Linked DNA regions of Hordeum vulgare: region 2 is linked to region 1. The links are chromatin contacts, called in public Hi-C maps. All regions are on one chromosome and are shown on one strand. The core of a region is the stretch at or near the end of the contact, and the rest is flanking DNA. Distances in the headings are between cores, read along the strand shown.

The links. A called contact is a pair of places that touch in the nucleus more often than the background predicts.
Region 2: a Hi-C map of leaf shows a contact between it and region 1, with 2.9 times the contacts expected there. The contact joins two enhancer-like sites. A contact is called at or near these places in 2 of 6 Hi-C or Micro-C datasets (leaf and seedling).

Annotation. Positions count from the first base shown.
Region 1 is chr5H:44,367,205-44,369,904 of MorexV3_pseudomolecules_assembly, forward strand. No RefSeq gene overlaps it. Among protein-coding and RNA genes, the nearest start is that of LOC123398261, 14 kb to the left of the region's middle. Within about 2 kb of position 1,322, at least 3 of the 3 cell types and tissues checked have open chromatin away from gene starts, as enhancers often do. A contact at or near this core is called in leaf and seedling, where this site is marked.
Region 2 is chr5H:44,534,303-44,537,002 of MorexV3_pseudomolecules_assembly, forward strand. No RefSeq gene overlaps it. Among protein-coding and RNA genes, the nearest start is that of LOC123395806, 110 kb to the right of the region's middle. Within about 2 kb of position 1,294, at least 3 of the 3 cell types and tissues checked have open chromatin away from gene starts, as enhancers often do. A contact at or near this core is called in leaf and seedling, where this site is marked.

The sequences.
Region 1 (2,700 bases), core at 72-2,571:
CAAAAAAAAATCTATCATGCAAAAACATCAATGGACCTACCATAGCACAAAGTTAAATATTTCATCCATTTTCAACACATGAACTCAACTTGCACACATAGTTAAATACAAATTTGATTGGTGTGTATACTACAGAAAATCACAGGCACACACGAGTGCGGGAGCACGCACCTGTCCAGCTCTTCCCGGCTAACTGATTGCCCAATGATTCGTATAGTATTTGAGTCCCGCACGAGGGGGCACGGTAAATTTTAAGTTCTAAGCCTTGAAACTTATGATTTTGCATTTGAAAATTATGATTTTCTTGGTTGAAGTGGTTGCTCGTATCTAGCTTCAGAGTTGAAACTTAAAGCAATTTAATTTGTATAAAAGTTGTTGGTTTTGTCAACCACTCGAACTAAGTTTCAAAGGTTGAAACTTGACATAATTCTTTTAAACTCGTCAAAATATATCAAAAATAGACCTTATTTCAAAGCCCTCGTCACAGGAAACACAAATGTGAAAGCATAACTTAATTTGCACTTTTCGCTCAAGAAATATGAAAGAATGAACTCGGAGGCCAAAAGAAAAAAGAAACAACGTATATGAGAGACTCGGTGTTCGTGCACATGTGTGTCATAAATCTTCTCCCGAGTAGGAGGTTAAGAGCATGTATAGTCGGATCCTTCAAATAACCCCTCATACATCCGCGGACACGTCCGGTCAATAACCGGATAGGAGAAAAGGAAAAGAGTGACTCAATCGGACCCCTCATATCATTTCTAGATGTCCGGGCTGTCCATGAACCCTCGTACGCATCTCAAATATGAGGAGGATATGAGGGCTCGCGGACGCGCAGTTTGTCACATAGGACCCAACCCCATCCCGAACCACCTTTATTTTTCCTTTATTCATTTTTTTCTTTTTCTTTCTTCCTCTTCACCAATTATATGTAAGTGATCGAATATATGAGAAATAAAATAAAAAATATCACTGTATCAACGGATAAATAGGAAACACGAACCGGATTTAAGTTCTCACTATAGATGCTCTTAAACATGGAATATGTGGGATCGGTCAAGCATGCGCACGTGTCTCGATCAGCCTGTGTATCTATCTCTCTCAAGATGGACCAAGGGGGAGGGTGTGCATCCACTATAGTCTGTAGATGCATGCATGGGCAATGACTGCGATCGATCTAGTGACAAGTGAGATGTCACCTGCCGCAAATTAATAATTTTTTCGCAAGGTTGGCGTCGATGGATGGCGCACGTACGTGTGCGTCCGTCCTTGCGCCCGCGCGCGCGTGCGTACAGGGATCCCCCGCACGCTCGCTGTCACGGGCTATCGGTCAGAAGCTGCCCTTGATCTTGACACGCTCCAAGAAAGCCGACAAGGGCTTCAACCCTGATGTCCATTAGCTACACTCACTTGACACGGACGTGCTTATCAATCAACCTAGCTAGCTAGCTACCGTTTTGAAGTCTGAACGACTTAATTTGAATACACTACTACTGGTTATTACATGCATCACAGCCATCAATCAACCTAGCTAGCTAGCTACCGTTTTGAAGTCTGAACGACTTAATTTGAATACACTACTACTGGTTATTACATGCATCACAGCCACACAGAAGTGAAATGGCGCACGTAGCTTGATCAGTTTGACACTCGCTGCACGTACGCTGGCTCCTACACAGGCGACAGGCTTCAGGCTCTCGAAGTCTCGATGTAGATATACTTGACAAGACGGGAAATTGTAATTAGAGCTGTGTTACTATATAAGGATTAGCTAGAGTCTACCAATCCCTGTGGAACAATCGCCGTCAGCCACTGACCGGCGAGAAGAGAAGGATCGCTGGTTGGAGGAAGTCCCCGTCCCTCTACCGGCACGTCTGGCTTTGTCGCCAATAAGGCGGACATGAATGCATGCGTGAATGCTCCAACTCAACCCACACCACGCTGCTTTTAGTCGTAAGTAAGTCTATATGCACGTACGCGGCTTTGATTAGATGCAATGCACACTGTAGCAAGTAATGCGAGCAATCATGCATGAGCCTCGCATTGATGATCCAGTCGGGTGTGCGTGATCTAGATCTATCGGCTCGCCGTCTCGATCAGATCCCAAGATTGTTTAACATTTCAAAGCTTTCTAAGTCCAAATTAACGTCCAAACTGTTTCAAAAAAAAAAAAGAGTCCGAATTGACGCTCTAATTCTTGATCAACTAAGGGGTTTGGATCTGCAAGTAATCAGTTCTCGCGGCATGTCTATGTCCTACTCTCCTTCGCCCCAAACTTCTTACGTTTGGAGCATCTACAACCAAAACTTGCATGTAAATACGGCTCCTCAAATGACTACGGACGTGTCTCAATACATTCTATGATCCGGCATCTCAAATCTCATATCTTATATTCATATAAATCCGGCATCTCAAATCTCATATCTTATATACATATAAATCATGGAACTACGTCAATGCATTTATACACATCGTTCGACTACTCCCGCACTACTAACATGTCATCAGACTACAAAAATTTGACATGTTTGGCTATGGTGGACATCACCCACGGCAGCCATTGCCTTTCCCGGAGCCCTTGCTGTCCTTCTTGCCGAAGTACCGGTTGAAAACGCAGTATGGATCAAGCCGGATCTGCTCGTCACCGAAGTTGTCCTCGCCGTCGCTCACTTCATCCACCTCCTTCGATGGCAGTCCGGC
Region 2 (2,700 bases), core at 44-2,543, 170 kb after region 1:
ATTCTGTTTTGTTGCAACCGTATTGTTGTTTACAAGGGGTTGCAACCATGAGCGCACGCTGCTACATCCATGGAGGTTAGAAACGCACAGAAAGGCGACATAGGTGAGGGCGGCGACCGGCGGTGACCGACGGTGGAGGGCGGCCAGCGGTGAGGAGGTGAGGCGAGGCGGTCGGCACGTGCTGGGGCGTCGGCACGGGCTAGGCGTGTGCGGGGACTGTGGCGCGTGCGAGGATGGCCGGGCAGTGGGGGCGCGCGAGACCAGATCTGACGGCAGGGGACCCTAATCTAACGGCTGCTGCGCGACCGGCGCGAGCCCTCGGGCCGGCGCGACGACGCCTAGCACTGCCCATTCGATAATAACCTAGTACTCCCTTCGTCCGAAAATATTTATCTGAAAAATAAATGTATCTAGATGTATTTTTATTTTTATTTATGTTTATGATTAGTAATATTGGACGAAGTAAATACTATATACGTTGTGAGTCTGAAAAAGGAATTATTCTGCATGAAAAGTTCAATCAGCGACAGTGCTTCATATATAGAGGTCGGTATTTTTTTCCAACGGAACTACATTTTCACACTTCAAAAAAATCTGACAAAAGTATACATATAGACATATGTTTGTGCTTCCTCAAAATAATTGTAGGTAAAAAGAACTAGCCTAGTTATCTTCAATTATAGTTATTTAGATAAGAAAAAGTAGTATACATGTGTAAAATTTCATAAACATATATGTTAATATGTGTTGTATACAAAAAAGACAAATACATGGAGTCAAATATGCCTTTTCCTTTTTGTTTTTGGGCTGATATTTGTCTTTTTTTTGGTAGCATGCAAATAGTCAAGTTAGTCGATGAAATTCTATACATATTTGAAGAACATGCATGTGCATCTATGTAAAAAAGATTTGACACTTTTGAAAACTTTTAAATATATTTTATTTTATTTTATTCAAAACGGGCTCCATGGAGCCCGGCCTCTACAACGTCATTACTCTCATTCTGCATGCCTAGCTAGCTTGCCCAAGGTTAATCAGCTGGGTTCGGTTTGGTGTGACAAAACCTACAGTACGATTTTATCAGATTTGCGGGGGCCGTACATGGCATGAACTCGAGCTGGCACGAAAGGTACATGTGTCGACCGGGTCGATGGATCGAACAAGTGTCAGATCTCGTTTTGCTCCAGAGAAAATGGGCGGTTCATGGGCGGCCAGAGAAACCCATGCACGCATGCATGAATGCGTCTGCGTGCCTTGGCTGCTTCTGTAATAAGTCAGCGGACAGAGTGGCGCTATAGCTTCACCGAGAGAGACGGCGGCCGTTGATCCGTGGCAGATCAGGTGCATGCATATACATGTATGTATGTACTTCCTCCGTTCCTAAATATAAGATCCTTGTAGAGATTGCACTATGAACTACATACGGATGTATATAGACATATTTTAAAGTGTAGATTCACTCATTTTGCTTCGTATGTAGTCTATAGTGAAATCTCTACAAGGTCTTATATTTAGGAACGGAGGGAGTAGTACACATGCCCTGTTTGGTCCAACCCTCACCTCATTATAAAACTGAATATCATTTTCAGGAAACGGAAACTTTAACAATAATAATAGTGTTACTGTGAGCTCAAAAAAAAGCTTTTTAAAATGAGCTCAAAAATAATATTGTTACTGTGGAGATGCATATAACCCTCTACAATCTACATATGTTGATAGACAAAAGTGGCGACGGGCCATAGGACGCATGTAACAAAAACGAAGTTGTCAGACCATAGGACCCATGGAAATCAAGGTGTTTCTGTGGTTGAGGATAAAAAATGGCATAAGTGAATGGACTGGACTGGTCATGAGACAATTAACCTTATGTCACTACCTCACCACTTAGGCCTACAGTTGTTATCTTTACCTTATGTCACTACCTCACCACTTAGGCAATCTTGCAAACAAACCAGTGGCAAGGAAGTATTGAAGAGGGCATCATGTTGATCAAGCAAAGCAAGTGATGGTGGATATCTACAACGGGGCTCAAGGATGGGAGGCAACAGTACGCAGACTCATGGTTAGCTATTGCATTCGGATTAGTCGGTTTATATGGTTTCTCGGTTTGTACGATATTGATACTTTTGTGAATACCATATAAAATTAAAATATGGTTCCGTTTTAAAATATATCAAATTATTTTGTTATGGTTTTGGTATATATACCATAATAACCAAAGGTGGCATGAATTTGAAAATGACATAATGACATTTTATAAATTTATAACTCAAAATACATACTTCTTTATACAAGCAATATTTAAGTATATAATCATGAATTGATGCTTGTTCATGCATGCAAATATGCAATATATAATTTGCTTTGTTTGTGGGCATACTTAGCATTTTTTGAGAGAAAAATGGCTACATTACAAGAAAAATGGAGGTGCGTAGCAGGGTACCTGGCTCCTCTACAAAATATATCACAAGATCTTTTTGGTTGTAGCATGGTTGTTCGCTTAAGAAATGTAAATGTATTTTTTTACTTCAGACTTTTGGTATATACCAAAAAATGGAATTCAAACGGTAAGAAAATTTCATGCCATACCGAGAAAATAGTTCGCTTCGGTTGATTTTCATATGGTTTTCCGGTTCGGTTTTAAAATACACAGAGTGACTCATAGTAGGGTGATGATATTTTTTTACTAAATGAGATTGG